Linked DNA regions of Sus scrofa: all the other regions are linked to region 1. Evidence: chromatin contacts called from public Hi-C and HiChIP or PLAC-seq data. All regions are on one chromosome and are shown on one strand. The core of a region is the stretch at or near the end of the contact, and the rest is flanking DNA. Distances in the headings are between cores, read along the strand shown.

Region 1 (5,665 bases), core at 1,541-4,040:
TTATATGAAACTCAAGATTTCTGTCCCTAAAACAGAGGAGACAAAAACTATAGAGGCACCATTCAGAGTCTGTGCCTTTCATAGGAAAAGCATACACAAAAGACAAACTATTGCTGAGAGACTTGTAAAACTAGTCACACAGATAACAAACATTATGCTGGTAGAGAAACCAGACCAAATAATTTCCAAAACGTATTTATTACATGACACCTTGGGACATCACAGAACTGAAAAGGCATAAAAGGTAACAGAGTAATTATTATCATATGTGTACATGGCAGATATTTCACTTTACTGGCAGGCAAATGCACTCATATGATGAATCCAAATCAGCTCTTGGTTTATGTGTAATACAGACAACAAAAGATAGCAGACAAATTTTTATGTGTAAACTCATACTACAAAATATGATTTTTTCCTATTTAATGATTATTCTGTGAACTATGAGAGAGACTTGAAAAATGTGCTGCAATCAATTCTGAAAGAATCAGTTAACTGTTCAGTAAGAAAAAGACTTACTAAACAATGAGATTACCTCTTAACTATAGATCTACCACTGCTTTAGTCACAGAAAACAGCTTGGTGGTTAAAACATACATGCTGGGCATGATTTCAGTTTTAAAGAAAGAGCATAACACACAGGCACTCAATTTTGGGCCACAGAGTGTATGTACATCTTTTCAGCGTGCTGTGGGAAAATGGAGTACAAATAAACCTGCAAATAGTAAATAGAAGTTTTTCTTCAATAAAATGCAAAGAACTATTTCTCAAGTTTTTAAGTATGACAATGCCCATTACTTAGCAACTGACACAGTCTTGAAAGAAATCTCTTTCTGATTCCAGGGTCCTTGTTGAATTAGAGTATTCAGAACCAACAGTCAAAAAAACACTTGCTGCTTTCCATTGTAGGTTATAGTTTTGCTTGGATTTTTCCAATTGAAGAGAAATAGAAAAAAGGAAAGAATTTGGTTAGATACAGAATGAACCTACAACACATACCTCTTTACATCAGTGAGCTAAAACAGAATGCTTTTACTATTGCAAACAATGTTCACTGGTAATGTAATTTTTTTAGTTTTTAAAAATTATGAATCATTTTAATATATTTATCTAATATTGGTAGTGCATGCCACTTACAGTGAATACATAGTGGATAGTGCATGGATATTAAAAGTTTAAGGAGTTACCATTGTGGCTCAGCAGGTTAAGAACCCAACTAATATCCATGAGGATGTGGGTTTGATCCCTGGCCTCACTCAGTGGGTTAAGGATCTGGTGTTGCTGCAAGGTGCAGAGTAGGTTGCAGATTCGGCTCAGATCCCACATTGCTGTGGCAGTGGCGTAGGCTGGTGGTTACAGCGCTGATTCGACCCCTAGCCTGGGAACTTCCATATGCCATGGCTGTGGCCCTGAAAAGACCAAAAAAAAAAAAAAAAAAAGTTTAAGAAACATCAGTAGAAGCCTCATTCTTCCTATATAATGTATAGCCCTTTTAAAATTTTATTTCCAAGTATATAGTATATGCTTTGTATGTAAACTGTTCCCAAGTCCATTAAAATGTAGGCATCTAAAGTTCAATCCCAATGCCAAAGTAGATCTTATAATTTAAATATAAGAATAAATAAATAATTGAAACATGGCTAAACTTTGAATAACAGTAAAGCAAGAAGTTACGGTGACGATGATATGTTCTCAAATCATGGTTCTATTATAAGATTTAACAAAAGTATGAAATTTTAATGGCTATTTTTAGGGGCTCTAAATATTATATTTGTTTCCATCTAAACTCAAGTATAATACAGTTATTGAAAATTATTATATATTTTCACACACTGTAGTTACCTGTTCAAGATAATTTTAAAAATAGCATTTTATCATAAATAACATACCAGGTGCATACTATTAAAAAATTCTTTTAGTTGACATGATAAAGTAAACCCAAGACTGTGCCTTTATATAAATTCAGCTTTTCTTTGTGGTTAAAAAGTTGAATCCTGATAAAAGTTTCTGTTTGAATATGTTTATAAGTCCAACATGCTTCACAGAGCTCTACAAAACCACCAATACCACAGTGAAACATCAGCAGCACAACCAGGAGATGTTATCAGGTTCAATTACGTCAATGAGGTTTTATTTCATTGTTCCCCATGTAGCCAAAAGGAAAAACATATATGTGTCCTCAAGTCAAGCTTACAGAACTGTGATATTTATGTGAAATTTGAAAGATTAGCCATTATGGTATAACTCTGAATTAACTGTTAAAGCATCCTTTATTCTCGTGTTTCTTGTTGATATTTTACTTGAGCTTCATGTATAAATCTAGGCTAATGAAACTGATTGAATTTTAGCACTAACAACTTTTTCTATTTTTATGCCTTCCACCTTAGGCCCATTTAACTCTGTTTATTGAATATAAACCAAAAATACAAAATAAATGGACAGTCAAAAAGCTAAACTAACCAAAATGGTACTTTCTACTAGTTGAAAGTACAAAGATAGTAACCCTGACCCTTGCATGACACAGAAGGGCCCCAGCCAGAAAAACTGAGAAGCAGGGGAAAAAAAGGGGGGGGGAGAGTGGGTGGAGACTAGCATTACTTAGAAACTAATTTCATTTACTATTCTTACTAATCAATCAAAATATATGATTACAGCTGTGGTGGCTTAGACTGCAAGCTATGCACCAGCACTGTTAGATTCCTAATACCTAATGTCCTCTTTAATCTTTACTAGAATTCTTTGTGGTAAGCCTTATTTCCTCATTTTGCAAATGACACAACAGAGACTAAAAAAGGTGAAGTAAGCTGCCCAGGGTCACATGACTAGTAAGTGGCAGGGACAGAAATTAAATTCAGATCTGCCTCATTCCAAAGCCTTAAGGATTCTTAACCATTATGCTACATCATCTTATAATTATCATTTACTACTATTATTATCAACAGCACTATGTGCTAGTAATACAGCAGGTGCTTGGCAGCCATGTAAAATCACAAGTTTTGCAAGTAACCCCTTTTATGTATGGAGAAGTTGAGGCTTAGTGATTATATTAATTATTCTGCATTTGCCTTCCAGATCCATTCTTTGCCTTCCTGTGCTCTCTGGGGAGACAGACCCCTATGCTCTGCATCTCCTGAGCTCCCATGCAGCTGATTTCCGCTCAGATTGAGAGATGATGACAGCAGGAAATGAGTTTGGGAGGAGAGAGAGATGAAGGTTATTTTTTCTCTGCTGCCTCTGCCTACACACCTGTGTCTCTGGTAATAACTGTAGTTCCTCCATGACTACAGCTCTTAGCAGATGGTCTTCCCTTCACAACTTCAGCTGTGACTCTGGAAACACCATTTCCACCCTTGTTCCTTCAGCCTCAGGTGAGATAATAGCTTTCCATAGTTACTTGTCTCTAGTTGCCTAGCCACCTCTTGTCTATCCTATTAACCCTGCTCACTCGCTCAAAGTGGATTCATCATTAAAATCTTTTTATTGGAACCACCTTGGAATGAATTCTATTTCTCCCTGAACCCCTGAGTAATACAGGGTCATTGTTAACCAAGTTCTTCTGTCAGATGTCAGCTAATAAATCACAGAGCTAGAATTTGAATTTAGATTTATAACCCTCCAATTTTATCCCCTTTCTATTACTATGCTGAAAGGATAATTATTTTAACTTTTGATGAGACCTTTCTTTCCAAAACTCATAAGTTAAAAAAAAGTCATCAAATTATCAAACTGCCTTCCGATACCCCCATCCCACACTCCCTGCATTTCATTCTGTTACTACAGATGAACTTCACCAGGTCTAGTCAATGGCACTAGATCCAATCCCCTGGATTCTATCTGAGGATATTTCACAAGCAATTTTCTCCCTCTTCCTTACTTCATCATTCTTTTTTCTTGCTACTAAATCATTCCCATTAGACTATAAATATACTGTAGTTCCTCACATCTCTCACACACGTTCTCATGATCATACTCACACCCAGCCGTTTCCAATTCTCTGCTCCCATTTATAGCAAAATTCCTCAAAAGAGTGATGGTTACTTTTTGTTTCCAATTCCTCTCCTGTAATTCTCTCTTAGCTATTCTGGTTTATTTTGCTGGTCCTTCAACATGCCAGTCAACTCCGAAAAGGATTTTTCTAAACCCATACTGATAATAAAGTAGCACGTAAAATATACATGTAAGGTTTTTTTCCTGTTAAGTGTACAAAACCAGAAATAACAATATTTAAAGGGACAAGGGACAAATATAAGTTGAGTGGAGCAATATATGAGAGTACTGAGGTCACTTATTATTTGAAATAGGTAGAACTTTAACCTGTAAAAATACCAATTAATCTCCATATTCTATTGACAGCATGAGACTTTTGTTTTTATCATTCGATGTTCTGAAATTGAGTAAAACACATACTTTCTTTTTTTTTTGGTCTTCTTGCGTTTTCTAGGGCCGCTCCCTCGGCATATGGAGGTTCCCAGGCTAGGAGTCTAATGGGAGCTGTAGCTGCCAGCCTACACCAGCAACGCGGGATCCAAGCCATGTCTGCGACCTACACCACAGCTCACAGCAACGCCAGATCCTTAACCCACTGAGCAAGGCCAGGGATTGAACCGGCAACATCATGGTTCCTAGTCGGATTCGTTAACCACTGAGCCACAACGGGAACTCCCTACTTTTTTTCCTAACCCTAATATTTTTCAGACTCATTTTAAAATTTTAAAATTGTTATAAACATCATGGTCTAATTGTGCTAAAGGGAATTCAAGCAGAGACTGTCATTTTCCAAATATAATATGGAAGAGCCTCTATTTTACCAGTATTCTTAAATCTCTTGTTCCCTCCAGATGTTTTCAAGTTTTCATCTGCCTGCTTCTCTTCTAGACCTCCTGTGTCCTTCCTGGATATGTAACATGGCACATGTCCCAACCGGTTTCTCTAGCTTATGATTGAGCAAAATTTTATCTATATCCCTGACATGGACTCTACATTCCCACCAAAAGATACATATTCTGGGGAGTTCCCATTGTGGCTCAGCAGTAATGAACCCAGCTGGTACCCATGAGGGTGCAGGTTCGATCCCTGGCCCCGCTCAGTGCGCTAAGGATCTAGATTTGCCATGAGCTATGGTGTAGGTTGCAGGCAGGGGTTGGATCTGGCATTGCTGTGGCTGGCAGCCGCAGCTCCGATTCGACCCCTAGTCTGGGAACTTCCATATGCCACAGGTGGAGACCTTAAAAAAAATAAATAAAGGGATACATATTCTGGGGAGAATGTATCAAAAGTAACTGGAAAAAAAAAAAAAGAAATGGGACTCTAAACATATAACCTCTCTCTTCCTCCTACTGTGAATAATGTTTTCTTTTTAAGTTGCTATATAATTTTCAGTACAATTTAAGCAAGATTTTAAATAATAATAGCTAATATTTAAAAGATCTTACAAATGTGAAACATGTGAACAAATCAGGATTGCGTGAGGAATTTCCTAATAAATATTCTAGAATTCGAACCACCATTTATGAACAAGACCAAAAGAGAACAAAAGGTTTCTCACCTCAATCACAGGAATATGCTACAAACTTGACTCCAGTCTAGAGAGAAAACCAGGAGATCACAAAAACCTTCTGGGGAGATCTGAGTTCAACCTAAAATAATGGTTTTATCACCAAATCTA
Region 2 (5,665 bases), core at 1,299-3,798, 230 kb after region 1:
ATAATTAAGTAAATTATTGTATTTCCATACAATAGAATACTATGCAACTATTTAAAATATTACAGATTATTACTTAAGGACATGAAAAGATGGCTTCAACCTTTTGAGTCTAGTACAAAACAGTTTGATATGATTTTACTTGTTGAAACCATTATATGTTGATATCACTTATATGTGGAATAAACGTAGTAAATACGATACAAATGAACTTATCTATGAATCAGAAATAGACTCATAGATGTAAAGCACAGACTTGTGGTTGCCAAGGGGGTGTGGGAGGGATGAATTGGGAGTTTGGGATTAACAGATGCAAACTCTTACATGTAGAATGAATAAATAATAAGGTCCTACTGTATAGCAAGGGAAACTATACTCAATATCCTGGGAACTTCCATACTCCACAGGCACAGCCTTAAAAAACAATAAAAAAGAAAAAGGAAAAAAAAAAGCAATAAAAAAAAGAATTTGAAAAGGAATACTTATGCGTATAACTGAATCATTTTGCTGTAAAGCAGAAATTAACACAACATTGTAAATCAACTATACTTCAAAAAACATTTAAATTATATGTATTATACATATGTGCGAGGCATGTGAATATATAGATATGTGGAAAAGAACTGTCAAAATGTTTATATACTATATAATATATATATATATTTTTTTCTTTTTCAGCCACACCCACAGCATAAGTTCCCAGGCCAGGGACTGAATCCAAGCACTAGCTGCAACCTACATCACAGCTGCAGCAATGCTGGATCCTTAACCCACTGTGCCACAGTGGGAATTTCCCTACGTAATATTTTTAAATGATCATTTATTTAGTCATTCATCTAATATTCATTACTCATTCATTTAACTATATATTAAACTCTTAATACATGCTAGGCATCCTGCTGGGTGCTGGGAAAACAGAAGAGAACAATCAGTTAATTTAGTCCACTAAAATAACAGTAATTTTGAAAAATGACAACAATCAGTATTGGTGAATTTAAGAAGGGGAGCTCTCTCATATACTACTGTTGAGAATATGTTTTGGTAAAATATTTCCGGAAAGCAATTTAGCACTTTTGGTTTTGTTTGTTTTTTTTTGGCTGTGCCTGCATACAGAAGTTCATGGGCCAGGGACTGAACCTGTGCCACAGCAGTAACCAGAAAACTTTAGGTCCCTAACCTGCTGAGCCACCAGGGAACTCCTTTTTTTGTTTGTTTGTTTGGTTTTTGTAACACTTTTAATAAAATTCTTAGAAATAGCCATTTCACTAAATCCTTTGATTTTCAGGAATTTATTCTAAAGGAGTATAGATGTACACATAAAAAAATATATCAAGCAGCTCATAAATGAATTTCTTGGGAGAGGGATAATTTTGGTTTTTTTTAGGGCTGCACCTGTGGCATATGGAAGTTCCCAGGCTAGGGGTCCAGCCGGAGCTGCAGCTGCGGGACTATAGCGCAGCTCTCAATAACGCCAAATCCTTAACCCACTGAGAAGGCCAAGGATCTAACCCGCATCCTCACGAGGACAATGTGGATCCTTAACCCCCTGAGCCAGACAGGGAGCTCCAGGAGAGGGCTTAAATATTAAACTTAAATATTAAACAATGGGGGTTTCGGTAAATAAAATATCATATGTTCACAATGCAGAATATCGGGAATCTTGTTTAACCTAGAAAAATTTTAATATAAAAAAGTGTCCAAAATACATGTGACAAGGTTTTTAAAGTGCGATACCAACTTGCTCTAACTTGAACAAATCATTTAAGGGAGCTGAGTCTCTTCATTGACAAAGCTTAGATCCTTAAAGACCCCTTTCAACTCTTACCTGAGTCTAGGTACTCATCCTTTCTTCTTCGTAAAGAAAAGAACTCATCATTGGCAGTCAGTAAATTTTAGGTTGGCAGCTGTTTGTAGAGCTATCCTAAACTATTTTCTCTGAGAATTTACTAAAAGATGTTCGCAAAAAGGAAAATACCTATTTCGGAAGAAGATGTCCCTCAGTTGCCTATTCTTTCAGGCATCGTGCTTGGTTTTGACGGCAAAGACATTAATGCCCTCAAAAAGTTTAAAGTCTGATAATAATGATAGTGATCAGTGACAACAACGCCTGGAAAATAAGGAGTAAGGAAAAGGATTCCAAAGTAGAAAGAAAATCATGTCCAGAAACAAGATACTCCAGGAAGAGTACCGTTGACACGAAGAAATGGACCATTATTTGTGGTCTTTTTTTGCAGTCCTGTTCTTCTCGCTACCCAACACCACAAATCTCTGTGGACGCTGAATGAGAGGCTGAGCAGTACACCAGGAATCTCGGGTGCATCCGGCCGGGCCGGTGAGAAACTGACAGGAATCTACAGCTCACAGGTAACTTCTCTGAGGATCCAAGAAAGGCGACTTGATAGTGGCCACCCAGCGACTATTAGCTCCCGCGGGCGTTCCTGGCCCAAATTTTCCCGCCAATGTGAGTTTCTCAGATTTCCCAGGCCCCGCCCACTCCCGAGCGGGCGGAGAGCTTTGAGGGCGGGGAAGCGCCGGAAGCCTATCGCTATCTCTAGAATAGACTGCTCTACCCTGCGCCGACGCATAGTCCCGCAGACTTCTCTGCAGATCGCCGAGCGGTAGTTTCGGCAGCGCTCCTTGATCTGCAGGTTTACCGGAGGCCGTGACTAGGCTCTCGCCGGAACCATGGTGCGTTGGATTCCGAGCTCAAACAGGGTTGGGGCACAGGCCCGCTGGCTGGGGGTTGGCGAGTGATCTCTCTGTCACTCTTAGAGCGGGCCGGGGCTATGGGACATGGGAACCTCAGCCGATGGGGGGTTCTGGAGTGATTCAGCATCTCTGGCCTGGCCGGCACAGGGGAAGTCGGTAGTCGGTGCGGCCTTTCCCCTGGGTTTGTTTCGCTTTCCATCCGGCCTTGAACAATACCTCCTCGGTCTGCTAGCCGAGTTCGCCCCTCAGTTTCCTTCAGTCGAGTAGATTCCGAGCGGTCCAGAGGGGCCCCTAGTGCTCTGTGTGAGAGAAAGGAAAAATTGGGATTTGACTTTTGGAATCTCCCTGTATAGCCAATAGCAGAGTTGAGAGCTCAATTCTCTTTTAGAGCTCAATCAGAAAAGGCCTTTTTTCAGTCACTTATCCAGTTAAGTATTTTTATGAAAGAGTAAACTGAAGCTGATAGAAGTGATAGAATAAGGGTTACAATATAGGGCTCAGAGCTTCCAGTCCTATGTCTACCATTCCAGCAGTCAGCCTTCTCACCCTAATGATTGGGCTCCCAAGTACTGTGCTGGCAGACTCATTTTAAGCTGTCTTTAAAGCTGTAATGGGTCCGTCTCTGTGGCTATTTGTGTCCACTTCTGACTTTCTGGGGACATTCTTGTGTGTACTCATTCTATAACAATGTTTTAAATGCACTGTTTTAACTACAGTGAAGGTTCAAAGATAAATCAGACACGTCCCTAATCGTAATATAAGGTCGAAAAAAAAGGTGTAGATAAAGGAATGGTAGGAGTATGTGTTGGGATTTGGGGAGGAAAGATGGAGAAGGCTTCAAGAGGTAGACATTTGAGGTATTTAAGGAAAAGGAATGCTTTTTTTTTTTTTTTTTTTTTTTGTCTTTTTGCATTTTCTAGGGCGGAATCCGCGGCATGTGGAGGTTCCCAGGCCAGGGGTCTAATCTAATCGGAGCTGTAGCCCCGGTCTACGCTAGAGCCACAGCAACGCAGGATCCGAGCCTCGTCTGCGACCTACACCACAACTCACAGAGGCGCCAGATCCTTATCCCACTGAGCAAGGCCAGGAATGGAACCCGCAACCTCATGGTTCCTAGTTGGATTCGTTAACAACTGAGCCACGACAGGCACTCCAAGGAAAAGGAATGCTTTTGATCGTATTAGGTCTTGGTATCAGGGAAGAGAATAAGCCAAAGATAGAAAGGAGAGTGGACACATAGGAACTTTAGTAATTGACTGAACTCAAAGGCAGTGCAATGGACAGTGGTAGAATTGGAATTTGGGAAGATAGGTCCCATCTGGCTCTGCTCTCCCCTCCCTCACAAGCTCCTTGTAAATGTAAAATTGGCTTGCAACTAAGTACAGTAGAAATCTTCCAATGAGGTTGCAGTAACAACCTTTCATTAATGTTGGATGGAAATAGACTAGAAAATTATTATTATTATTATTTTCTTTTTTTTTGCTTTTTAGGGCTGCACCCAAGGCATATGGAAGTTCCATAGGGGTCCAGTCAGAGCAGCAGCTGGAATCTGACCTATGCCACAGCTCATGTCAATGCCAGATCCTTAATCCATTGAGCAAGGCCAGGAATCAAACCCTTGTCCTGATGGATACTCGTTGGGTTTGTTACCAATGAGCCACGATGGGAACTCCAGAAAACATTTTTGAGTGATAGAGCTTGTTAAGATTTGGGTTTTGTAATGTTCTTGTATTAACAGATTTTTTTTCATTTACTTTCAGTTTCGCAACCAGTATGACAATGATGTCACTGTTTGGAGCCCTCAGGTAAAATGTTTTATACTGTTTCTACAAAGTTGCTTTTGGTGGCTGCAACTTAAAAATGTTTTGGATAGTATGCTGTGAGAAAATATAATCATTTTAGACATTCCTGTAAGTTTCCTAGTTTTAAAGAACATCGTTTGAGGTTTAGCTATTCTTACCTGAAATTTGGGATCTCTGAGTTAATTTTTTTTCTGCATTTGATCATATGGGGATATTTATGTCATTTTTAAAAAATATAATTGTTTAAAAATATAGTTGTTTTACAACGTTGTACTAATTTCTGCAGTACAGCAAAGTGACCCAATCATCCATATATATATATACACATTCTTTTTCTTGTATTACTTCCATTGTGTTCTGTCCCAAGAGGTTGGATATAGTTTCCTGTGCTATATAGTAGGATGTCATTGCTTATCCATTCTAAATGTAACAGTTTGCATCTACTAACCCCACACTCCCAGTCCATCCTACTCCCTCCCCCGTCCCCTCTAAGTTAATTTTAAATCCATGAAAGGGTCTTGTACAATGACTCTAAGGTGTATTGGGTTTTTTTCCTTTTTAGGGCAGGATTCATCAAATTGAATATGCAATGGAAGCCGTCAAACAAGGTTCAGCAACAGTTGGTCTGAAATCAAAAACCCATGCAGTGCTGGTTGCATTGAAGGTAAGTAAAGCAATAAATATATCTTCCTCTTTTAAAAAAGAGCTACTGGGAGTTCCCATTGTGGCTCAGCGGTAACAAATCCAACTAGTATCTATGAGGATGTGGGTTCGATCCCTAGCCTCACTTAGTGGGTCAAGGATCCGGCATTGCTGTGAGCTGAGGTGTAGGTCACAGACACAACTAGGATCCTTTGATGCTGTGGCTGTGGTGTAGGCCAGCAGCTGCAGCTCCAATTCAGCCCCTAGCATGGAACTTCTATATGCTGCAGGTGTGGCCCTAAAAAGCAAAACAAAAAACAACAAAAAACCCAACTATCAAATGTAAGTCTCACTATGTAGATAATAAATTATAAACTTGTTTTTCTGTCTTAAATAATGTCTATTTAGAGGGCACAATCAGAACTTGCAGCTCATCAGAAAAAAATCCTCCATGTTGATAACCATATCGGTATCTCAATTGCGGGACTTACTGCCGATGCTAGACTGTTATGGTG
Region 3 (5,665 bases), core at 2,031-4,530, 180 kb after region 1:
AGGTGCATACCATTATTATCTGCATCTTACAGATAGAAGAACTAAAATCCAGAGGGATTAAGGAGCCTGCCCCAAATCACAGACCTAACAAGTGGTACCTCAGCTCAGTCTTACTCCGAAGTCCATGACCTTAGGTATTTTATCACTGCTTCCCATTGTCTTGAGTACCACACTACTCCAGAACTAGCTGCAGAACAGGAAGCTCCAGCTTCCTCTAGTTCTCCCCACACCAGGGCAGAGATTTTGACTAAAAATCACTTCCAGTAATAAAAAAAAAACAAATATGGTTCAGAAATCGAGCAATATTCCTTCAACTCTAACTCTCATGCCACACTCCTTTCTTAGGCTCCCAGTCAAATAAACCCATCTCTTCCTGGTCTAACTTCCCATCCCTCTTCTCTATTTCTTCTCATACCCCATTTGCCATGACTTATGAAAGAGAGAAAGAAAAAGGTAGGGTAAAGGAAGAAGTATTTCACTGGACAGAAAGAGGGTAAGTGTCCTAAGCCCTATGTAAGATTTGGCAAGACTGGTACCCACAGGTCCAGAAGCTGAAAGCTGGGGTCCTTTAGTTCAAAGTTAAGACTAGCTCCCAGCTCAAGCAGCAGACCCCATGCTTCCTCTTCTCTGTGTGCCTCAACCCTATTCCTACTTGGGTTTCCCAGATCCATTGTACCGGAGGTAAAGAGGTAAGCCATAGGTGAAAATATGTAGAGAAATGAAGAGGCAGAGAGAGTCAATAGAAAGCTGTTCCAGTTCAGTTTCATATACAATTTCTTGACTGCTTCCTCCAAAAAGCTCTTGCTGAAAAGCTCCACACCCTGTCATACCCACTTCTGCTTCTTTCCATTCTGTCACTGCCTGCATTAGAGTTTTTTCTCCCTGGGGAAGACAGATGTCAGTCTTGGAGCCCAGGCATTCTTTCAAGAAAACCATTGAGCACCAACTCTCTGACAGTGTTCTAGGCATAGGCAACAGAGAGATGAACAAGAAGGATGCGCCCATCAAGATGAATCTGTCAGAAGCAAAGTCTCGTGTAAAAGATTCCAGGAAGCCCTCCCAAAGCAAAGTCAGCCAGACACTCAGAGCTGCCATAAGGATCTAGGCTTTGAAAGAGAATGTAACATTTTCATAAACTCTAAAATTCCTTAAGTCTGGCAACTCAGATCCTCCAAGTGAATGCTGTATCTTATAAGGACACAGGTCATCATGCAAGAAAGATAAAGTTTCATCTGAGATGCCACCTCTAATTGACTGGTAGTAACTGCCTAGAGTCCTGTATTTTAGAAAGATCGGGACACTTCATTTGGGTGCAAGCAGGAACAGGGGCTGTGATAGAGTAGCCATGTCTGCCACATATATTGAAGTGCCATATGAGTGATGACAAATTCGCTGTGATTACAATCCCAGCCCTAAGGTGGATGATCTTACATTTTTCACAGTTGTTTCCCACCTGTTCATTTCCCAATGAGGCAACAAGTTCTAAGGAAGGCAACATCATACAGTGTAAGGAGCACTGGAAGCTGAGCTGAGGAGCTTTTCTTTGTCTTCTGAAAGGTAACTGGTGGGATGGAATGAGCTCAGGTGTACAGTATCAGAGGGAAGGTTTTGGAGGCAGGCACCAACTCTTCCACAAATTATTTGATCCTGTACATGTCACAGCTGATTCTTGTTTTCATAGTAGTTATGTTCTATGAAGTCTCTGCAAACACTGAATTAGCAAACACTGAACTACTACTTATAGGAAAAATACAGGGCTAGGTTCCTGCAAGCCTCCAGTCACAACATATTCATTAAACAATCAATACACAACTTTGTCTTATGTGTTTCTATTCGAAGACACCTTATTTAAAATATATTATTGACCTGCTAACATTGAACTCACAGTCAACAGCACTATAACTCACACCTGAAAAAAGCTCGTCTAACAAGCACACTACAAAAGGAAAACTTGGAGTTCCCATCGTGGCCCAGTGATTAACGAATCCGACTAGGAACCATGAGGTTGCGAGTTCAATACCTGGCCTTGCTCAGTGGGTTAAGGATCCGGCATTTCTGTGAGCTGTGGTGTGGGTTGCAGACGTAGCTTGGATCCTGAGTTACTGTGGCTCTGGCGTAGGCTACAGCTCCGATTAGACCCCTAGCCTGGGAACCTCCATATGCCTCAGGAGTGGCCCTAGAAAAGGAAAAAAGACAAAAAAAAAAAAAAAAAAAAAAGGAAAACTTGTTTACAGTGTAATCTGAAACAAGAAGGGAGAGCAGTTGTCTTGTTTGCTTCAGCTGGGAATATGCACCTAGGACAACTCATGTTTTTTCACTGCTCTGCACTGTCTGTGAATAACTAAAGTGCTGAGAGTAGTGATTTGGGGTTACAAATAAATTTTAGTGAGTAGGCAAATTTGCAAATACGGAATCCACAGATAGTGAGGATGGACTGTACTTACCCTCTGGTCGACCTCGGTGATGGTACCTCCCTCACAATACAGATTAAATGAAAGTATGCACAATGCACCACATGATTCTAGTTAGTGCCTCTTTATACCACATACTTGCATTTTCACTTTTTGTACCTTGTCTGCCATGCTCAATCCTGAGAGATAAGTAGATACCAAGAGACTTCCGACAAAATGTGCCTTCTTTATTCCTGGAGCATAAATCAAAAACTACCTACACAAGCTCAAGTAGAAAAAGAGGTAGTCTGAGGAAAGCAACCTAAGTGACCATCAACAGATGAATGATACATAAGATGTGGCATGTATATAAAATGGAATATTAGTCTTAAAAAGAATAAAACACTGCCATTTGCAACAGTGTGGGTGGACCCACAGGGTAATATGCTTAGTGAAATAAGTCAGACAAAGACAAATACCATATGTTGTCACTTATTTGTGGAACCTAAAAAGTAAAACAAATGAATACAACAAAACAGAAACAGACTCCCAGATATAGAGAACAAACTAGTAGTTACAAGTGGGGTAGAGGAGTAAAAGATACCAACTACTATGTGTAAAGCAAATGAACAACAAGGATATATTGTATAACACAAGAAAATATAGCCATTACTTTGTAATAACTTTAGATGGAGTATAATGTATAAAAATATTGAACCACTAATTGTACACCTGAAACTAACATAATATGGGTAAATCAACTATACTCAATTTAAAAAAAGAAAAAAGAAAAGGAGATCTATGAACAAAAGGCACTCTCTGGGGGCACTAAAGTGCAAGAATCAGCACAGAGAGGACACCCTGGGATGAGACTGAAACAGGAAGATTAGCTGTAGTTCCATCTGTCACATGGTTGCATCACCCCCCAGCTCTGCTCGTTTCTGAGCATATGCTATATGTTTCTACCTCTCTCAGCAGACAGGTTTCCTCAGATTTTTCTGGCTTCCTTGCACCCTCATAATTTTGACTCGTGTGGTTCTGGTTTCCGTGGAGCTGACTCCAGCCTGACTCCACCTGGCTGGTGCACACCAGTCATTTTTGCCTGTCTGCTACACACTCCCACTTGTGGTAACAGAGGAGCTTACTGTATGTCAGGCTCCAGGGTTGGCCTGTGACCCAGGCAGGGCCACTGACTCTATTTCCTGAGAATCTGATGCTTTCTTAGTTATCTTCTATCACTTCTGTCATTACTCTGTTTATCTTTTTGCTGCCTCATGGGTTTTGTTTGCTCAGAGCTCTTGCTTATTTCTAGTTTCTACTTACTCATGAAGTCTCAACACTGACTTCTCTCCAAGTCTTTCAGCTTCTGCTCTCACTGATGATGATGGCACTGATGATTTATTCTCTCCAGTTCTGATTCCTGAAAGAAAAAAAAATCATTGGTACAGTTAATTGCTATTTATCTGTGCAAAACTGTCATGCCAGGATACCATTAAAGGCTAATATCCAACTATTGACCAGCTGCTCCCAGGTAAGTGCCTGCCACTGTCCAACAAGTTAGGCCAGGTTGTGGGGGTTAGAGGAGTGCATATGGCATTAAGTGTGGTCAAACTAAGTTTAAAGTTTTATATCAAGCTGATTATTCAGATGCTATCTTTTCCTATCACCCCAAGTCCAATCTATGAAAAAATCCTATTAGTTCTACTTTCAAAAGATGTTTAGAATGTAATCGCTTTCTCACCATTCCCGCTGCTACCACTTTGCTCAAAACCATACTCTTCTTACTTGCTTTGCTTCAGTAGCCTGCTAAGAGGTCACTTGCTTCTACACAATGCAAATGAGAAGTAGTGAAAATACAGCTAATAGTAGCCAGAGTGATTCTTTTAACACCCGAATCAGTTCATATCATTCCTTTGCTTCAAGTACTGCAAAGGCTCCCGATTTCACTCAGAGAAAGAGCTAAAGACCTAGCCTCCAGTATACCTTGACCTCATCTCTACCACTTTCCCCCTTACTCACTCCACTTCAGCCCCACCTGCCTCTTTGCTTTTCCTCTAGTCCACGCATGCCCCCACCACACGGCCCTTGCTCTAGCTGCCCCGTCTGTCCTGAAGCACACTTTATACAGTTACTGGCTTGACCAATTCTTTTAGATCTTTACTCAGATCTCACCTTCTCCACAAGGCCTGCCTGAACAAACTATTCAACACTACAACTGTAGTATTAAATGCAGAACCGTAAGTTCTGCAGCAGGAGACACTACAGTTCCCCACATACCCATTCCCTCTTACGCTGCCGTACTTTGTGTTCCTGGACTTATCACTTTCTAACATTCTGTGTAAATTACACCTATTATTTATTGCCTATCTCTTCCTGCTAGAATGTAAGCGCCACAAAGACAGAGACCTTTGTCTATTTTGTTCCCTGATGTGTACTAAGGATTTAGAATGGTGCTTGGCCCAAGCACTCCATAAATATTTGCTGAATTGAATTGAATTCCTCAGTAGGGAGCTATAAACATGGCAGGTACACTAAGACTTTTCTACACAACATAAAATATCTCTTTCAGTGAAATGTATAGAACTAAGTATGCATATTAGAAAAGAGGAAAAGTCTGTGATCCTTAATTTAAGCTCCTATACAAGAATCTAGAAAAAGAGCAATATAAGCCTAAAGCAAAAGGAAGGAAATAACAAAGAACAGAAATCAATGAATTTGAAAGGAATACTAAGAATAGCTCTGTACACATAAATTTGACAACTTAGATGAAATGGACCAGTTCCTTGAAAAGCACAAACTAGCACAATCTATCCAATATGATATAGATCATTTGAATAGCACAATTCAAGGAAATAGACCCATTAAGGAAATTTACTACTTACCTATTAATATAACTAAAATAAAAAGTAACACCAAATGCTAGTAAGGATGCAGAGAAACCAGACCACTCATACATCGTGGATGGGACTATAAAAAGGAACTCTGGAAAACACTTTGATAGTTTCTATAAGAACTAACGTGCAACCACCATACCACCCAGAAATCACACAACTGCAGTCCCAGGCTTTTATACCAGAGATACCTTATGTTCACAAAAATCTGCACATGAATGTTTATAGCAATAACCAAAAGTTGGAAACAATACAGATGTACTTCAACTGGTGAACTGATACATGCAAAATCTGGATAAATCAATCTCCAGAGAATTATGCTGAGTGAGAAAACTCAAAAAGTTATTGTATGATACCATTTGTAGAACATTCTTTTTTTTTTTT
Region 4 (5,665 bases), core at 1,634-4,133, 160 kb after region 1:
ACATGGCATAGGTCAGCGTTCTCCTAGGTTCTTAAGATGGGACTGAGGAGTTCCCTTCATGGCACAGCGGAAACAAATCTGACTAGAATCCATGAGGATGTGGGTTCAATCCCTGGCTTTGCTGGGGGGGGGTTGGGGATCCGGCATTGCTATGAGCTGTGGTACAGGTTGCAGACACAGCTTGGATCCCACATTACTATGGCTGTGGTGTAGGCCAGTGGCTACAGCTCCAATTCGACCTCTGGGAACTAGGCCTGGGAACTTCCATATGCCTAAAAAGAAAAAAGGGGGGGCGGAGAAGTTTATAGTTATACCTCAAATGTCACATTTCATCCTTTGCAACATTTCCTATAGCTTTAACCAAGGGTGTCCATTCTTTCAGAATGATCCTTTTAGCATGTTAGCTCCCTTTAACCTTGGGAAGTATAAGATTCATGTTCAACATGTATATACATAGACTGTCATGTTTTACTAACTCACCTTTAAATCATTTTTATGGAGATGAAGAGGTGAGTCTGTTGAAGCAGAAAGAGAAAAGGTTATAACCTGGGTAACCCTGGGTTCTTGTGTCAGCAGGGGGAGGACAAGAGAAAGCTAGTCCTGGGTAAGTTAGGGGCCAGTGATGGAGCCTAAGCTGTCAGGCTTGGAAATTTGACAAGCATTTATAACCCAATTAACCAGTAAAAATGGTCATTGACGCTCCCCAGAGAACTGCTGTCTGCACTGCCCAATCACAGTAGGCCTTCTGCTGTAGTACAAATATCTTCTGTAACCCTTCTTCCACTCCCAGCTATTTTAAGTCTTACTCGAGGGGTTATGGTGGCGTGTAAGGTTGTTTGTCTCTGCAGTAAATGATCCCAGTGCATTTAACCATGTGAAAGGCGTCAGGAACACTAACATCTGATCCCTTGTCATGGGACCCTAGCCTGGCTCAGTACAAGTGCCAGCTGGAGGCAGAACAGGGCTCAAGGGCAGAGGCAGAATGGCATATGAGGAAGAAGACCAAAGGTCAGTCACAGAGCAGCTGTATCACAGGTGAGATCTAAGGGGAAACGGCTGGACTAAAAGCAGGAAGCAAACAGAAGTTCAGGAGCCAGAGGAATGCAAGAACACATCAGGAAGGGGTGTGCAAGACAGGAAGAGAATCAGAGCTTTGACTATGAATGAGGCTCATTCTTTGGGGGAGCTTGCCCTGTGGTGCTTGGGTGAGCAGGAAGGAGTTAGGAAATGCAGGGTGGGACAATCTTAAAACAACAACAACAACAACAAAAACCCAAAACACATTATCACACAGCCTATTAATTGATGCTCATTTTGATGACTGTAAGCCATCCAGAAGAGGTTAAATGTGGTATGACCCATTTTAAAAGGGAAGTGTATATAACATTTTAGCAAACTCTGTGAATAATATGGCAAAAAGAAAAAAAAAAAAAAAAAGAGGCTCTTTTACCCTTGAAAGGATAACCTTCAGCTGCCAGGAAAATTCACATATATGTAATCCCACATTGCCTCCATGTAGCTATGGCAGTGATTCAGAAAAGCAGAGCCATAGCTTTTTTTTTTTTGGCTGTGCCCACAGCATATGAAAGTTCCCAGGACAGGGACTGAACCTGTACCATAGCAGCAACCCAATCCGTTGCAGTGATAATACCGGATCCTTAACTGGCTGTGCCATAAGAGAACTCCAAGATTTTTAACTTTGGATATCTCCATTCCTCCCAGCTAGAGTGACAGCTATTTTCCTTTCTCCTTCATTTTGGAATTGTAAGGTGTATGTGTGTGTGTGTGTGTGTGTGTGTGTGTGTGTAAAATATATTATGTATAATATATACATATATATGTATATATGTACATATAATGTTATATATATTATATATATTATAATATATTTATATATATTATATATATAATATGTTATATATATATATATACACACTCTTTTTTTTAATTTTTAGGGATGCACTTGCGGCATATGGAGGTTCCCAGGCTAAGGGTCTAATCGGAGCTACAGCTGCTGGCCTACGCCACAGCCACAGAAACGCCAGATCTGAGCCATGTCCGCAACCTACACCACAGCTCACGGCAACGCCAGATCCTTAACCCACTGAGTGAGGCCAGGGATCAAACCTGTAATCTCATGGTTCCTAGTCAGATTCATTTCTGCTGCACCATAATGGTAACTCCTAGAATTGTAAGGTGTATTAATATTCTTATATTGCTTTGATCCAATTTAGAAATTTTGAAAACTTTCAAGGAAAGATTACAAGGAGCTGGCATAACTTATGTATTTATTTGCTATATCCAGGGCCCTGTGACACTGAAATTGGCCCCACTGGGTAATATCACTGAGGGGTAGGAGAAAGGAGGGGTTGGGGGTTACTCCTAACAGACAGAGCTCTGAGGCCATATGGAGCAAGAAAGGAGAGCCCTGAGGGAAAGAGGCTGCTGTTTCCAGAAGCAGAAGTGTGGGAAAGAATGCTTGGCAGATACCCACCACAATCTATCAAGCTCCCACAGGTAATATGTGAAACAGCAAGGACCTGAACCCACGTTTTTCTCTTTATGAATGTTTTCTTTTTTTTTCTCCTATTGATGTGTCTCCTTTACTGAGGAAAACATTTACAATTGCTGCCAAACTCCCAGTGTTCCACTCTGTCTACCCTCTCTCCTACCCTGCTTTTACCCCCAGCCTGGAGTCCACTTGGGTGGAAAGGCAGCGTATAATGGGCCCAGAGTTAATCATCTGCAGGTTTCCCCTGATAAGTCACAGTATGTTTGCTGCGCTCCTTCCAAGAGTCAACAGCAGCTGTGGGGATGTGCCGAGAGTAGCCTATGGCATTCAGAGCGCTGGCCCAGATGGGAGGCAGTGTGCTGGGGAGCCTATCTGAACAGTACCATCTGGAGTGCCTCTGTTGCCCTGAAGGCACTTGTCTGCGTCTCCAATGGACACAGCTTAGAGATGCCAAAAAACGAGCCAAGTTCGCTGGATGGACAAATGGCCTGACGTCAGTGGAATTTGCTCATAATTTGGGCCTCATGTGTGATGTACTGTCTGAACTCAAAGAGCTATCAAAACAATCAGGGCAGAAAAGGAGAAGCAAGAAGAAAAAGTGGAGGAAAAGGAGGAGGAAGAGAAGGAAGAGGCACAAGAACAAGTAGACAAGAAGAAGGAAGATGACATTAGGACATGGCCAAGAGCTGTGGCAGGACAGGTTCAGCTTTGACTCCTGGGGCCAACGGTCCCTGTAAGTTTGTTGAAGGCATCAGTGCCAAATAAAACATGGCCTTTTAAAGCACTGAATTACGTGAGTGTAGAGCTGTTAAAATCAGTGTAGCAAAAATCCAGCTGGGTTTGGCCAGTGCCACAAAGTACAAAATGATGATCACTTGTTCTGCCAAGAACCAAGGTTCCCCAGACGTGGTGGCCTGAGCAGAATTATTTGAATATATGTCCATTGTTTAAAACAAGGAATTTGCTATTAAGAAATAGACATCTGTTGTTGTTGTTTTTTCCCCCTTGCTCTGGGTCCAGAGGCAGATTTATTGGGAAACTACAGAGCCTTTCACTTGCATGGGTCTGGTCCTTGTAAGTGCTGGGAGGCTCTAGGAGTTACAGATTGTTCCAGATAAGGAGAGGAAGGCACGTTACAATCAAGAAGACTTTAAATATAAGCATTTCTGGTAAATTGCCTAAACAGACCTTAGCAGAAAAGAACCAAATCTCCAAGATTTCAGTAATTTGTTGTGAATTTCTCATTCTAAACAAAATTCATTTGCATATTTATTTTTAAATTTGTAATTCTCTATTATTTTTATTAATGAGAGGCCAAATATTATAAGGCTTCAGGCCCCACAAAACCCTAATCTGTCTCTGTGAGCGTCCCTTGCTTTTCTACTGGTCATCACATCTTAATTTGCTTTTGTGAAAAGTCCCTACTACTCACTAGGTGGGAAGCATGGAACCCAGACCTAGCCAAAAAGAGAGGAAATGACTGGTTTTGGAATGAGCATGTGATCCAATTTGGGCCAATGAGAATCAGAGCCAAGAGTTTCTACTGTGCAGCAGAAATGGATCTGATTAGTATCCATGAGGATTCTAGTTCCATCCTGGCCTCACTCAGTGGGTTGGGGATCTGGCATTGTTGCTGAGCTGTGGTGTAGGTTGAAAACACCTGCATTGCTGTGGCTGTGGTGTAGGCTGGCAGCTGCAGCTCCAATTCAATCCCCAGCCTGGGAACTTCCATATGCCACAGGTGCAGCACTGAAGAGCAAAGAAAAAAAAAAAAAAAGAGAGAGAGAGAGAGAGAAAGAGAGACAGAGAGAAAATTGGGGCCAGACTTTTCACTGGATCTCTGCCACAGTTGTTAAGTTGCAGGAGTGAAAGTTTGACATTACAGTTTTGCTTCTACAAAAGGAAACTACCTGAGAATAAAAGTAGCATAGCTGAAAGCAGAGCTGAGAGATTAAAAATAAGCCAAATTCTCATAAGGTCACTTTTTGCCCCTGAAACCAGCTATATTGAAGCTGGTAAACAGAATCCCGGGCTTTTCAGATAGACAGGTCGATTAAGCTCTCTTTTTCGCTTAAGCTAGTATGAGCTGGGTTTTTGTCATGTGCAACTGATTGAGTCTTGACTAATACAGGTCCCACTGTGCTAGGGAAAAAACCTATTATTTCAGTTCAGAAGATGGTTTTTTATTGCATTTGCCTCTTCCCGCCAGCAACTGTATTGAGATGTAATTGACATATAACATTGTATAAGTTTAAATTATACAACCTGATTTGATACATGTTATCTATTGTGAAATGATTACCACAATAAGGTTAGTTAACACATCCATCACTCACATTACAATTTTTCATATTTGCCTCTTAATAGTTATAATAATAGATATGCTTATTGAGCACTCTTATTAAGGGCTTATGTAACCCATTGTAGCCTACAAGCAACCTTGGGAGGTGTGCACTATTACCATTACACCCATTATACCAAAGAGGAAATTCATGCACTAAGAAGTTAAAGTAACTTGTCCAATTGGTCAAGTATCGCCAAAACAAGTATCTCAGACTTGAAGCCAGGTTGACCCTGTCCTTCCGGATTTTTTCAGCAAATATTTATTGAGCACCTACTAGGCACTGAGGATTTAGGGATGAATATGACACAGTTCTTTCTAAAAGCTAAGTATTGGAAGGAGGTTGGATGGGAGACAAGGTCAATAGTTCTCATGAATGGACTGACTTGGAATCACATTAGAGGGAGATGCCAACTCATGGGAGGGAGTGAGGAAGCTCATTAATGAAAAACTGTGGATGAGGTGACAAGGAAAACTGGTCTTGAGGTGCCAACAGGAATTCCCCGGCAGAGAAGAGACAAGAGCATTCCAAGCGGATGGAACAGTTTGTTCAAGGCTAGAAACGCAATAAAGGACATGACTTGTCTGGGAAATAGCAAGAATTTTGGTGTGGCAATGATGATTTTTGAGAGAGAAATCTTAAAAAAATGGGTAGAGTCCAGCTCACAAATTCTATGTGTGCTGCGATAAGGAATCTGTGCACCCTGTATTCATAGAGAGTCACTGAAAGACCTCAAAGAGTGATATTACATTAGTATTTCAGACAGATCACATTGAAAACAGTGTCACTCCCTTGTAGTAATCAGGCCCTT

Evidence for each region. A called contact is a pair of places that touch in the nucleus more often than the background predicts. HiChIP or PLAC-seq counts read pairs in DNA pulled down with a chosen protein or histone mark.
Region 2: a contact with region 1 is called in an H3K27ac HiChIP or PLAC-seq map of alveolar macrophages. The contact joins the promoter of PSMA1 here to the enhancer-like site in region 1. A contact is called at or near these places in 4 of 5 promoter capture datasets (fetal liver, fetal skeletal muscle, liver and 1 more), 28 of 47 Hi-C or Micro-C datasets (alveolar macrophages, blood, embryonic fibroblasts and 13 more) and 2 of 2 datasets of contacts at active chromatin or transcription factors (alveolar macrophages and skeletal muscle).
Region 3: an H3K27ac HiChIP or PLAC-seq map of alveolar macrophages shows a contact between it and region 1. The contact joins two enhancer-like sites. A contact is called at or near these places in 1 of 47 Hi-C or Micro-C datasets (blood) and 1 of 2 datasets of contacts at active chromatin or transcription factors (alveolar macrophages).
Region 4: a Hi-C map of liver shows a contact between it and region 1, with 5 times the contacts expected there. The contact joins two enhancer-like sites. A contact is called at or near these places in 3 of 47 Hi-C or Micro-C datasets (blood and liver) and 1 of 2 datasets of contacts at active chromatin or transcription factors (alveolar macrophages).

The regions. Positions count from the first base shown.
Region 1 is chr2:44,502,756-44,508,420 of Sscrofa11.1, forward strand. All of the region lies in intron 1 of PDE3B (cGMP-inhibited 3',5'-cyclic phosphodiesterase B), which reads right to left. Among named protein-coding and RNA genes, the nearest start is that of PDE3B, 110 kb to the right of the region's middle. Within about 2 kb of position 2,791, at least 18 of the 83 cell types and tissues checked have an H3K27ac peak or open chromatin away from gene starts, as enhancers often do. A contact at or near this core is called in alveolar macrophages, liver and retroperitoneal adipose tissue, where this site is marked.
Region 2 is chr2:44,737,554-44,743,218 of Sscrofa11.1, forward strand. PSMA1 (proteasome subunit alpha type-1) reads left to right here and starts at 2,549. Exons shown (of 10, transcript XM_003122965.4): 1 at 2,549-2,685; 2 at 4,467-4,511; 3 at 5,071-5,172; 4 at 5,559-5,662. The coding sequence starts at 2,683. LOC106507279 (a long non-coding RNA gene) reads right to left here and starts at 2,476. Exons shown (of 7, transcript XR_001303160.2): 1 at 1,823-2,476.
Region 3 is chr2:44,681,696-44,687,360 of Sscrofa11.1, forward strand. It overlaps LOC106507279 (a long non-coding RNA gene), which reads right to left. Exons shown (of 7, transcript XR_001303160.2): 5 at 3,714-3,810. Among named protein-coding and RNA genes, the nearest start is that of PSMA1, 56 kb to the right of the region's middle. Within about 2 kb of position 3,281, at least 12 of the 83 cell types and tissues checked have an H3K27ac peak or open chromatin away from gene starts, as enhancers often do. A contact at or near this core is called in alveolar macrophages, where this site is marked.
Region 4 is chr2:44,663,273-44,668,937 of Sscrofa11.1, forward strand. LOC106507279 (a long non-coding RNA gene) reads right to left here. Exons shown (of 7, transcript XR_001303160.2): 6 at 481-515. Among named protein-coding and RNA genes, the nearest start is that of PDE3B, 52 kb to the left of the region's middle. Within about 2 kb of position 2,884, at least 19 of the 83 cell types and tissues checked have an H3K27ac peak or open chromatin away from gene starts, as enhancers often do. A contact at or near this core is called in liver, where this site is marked.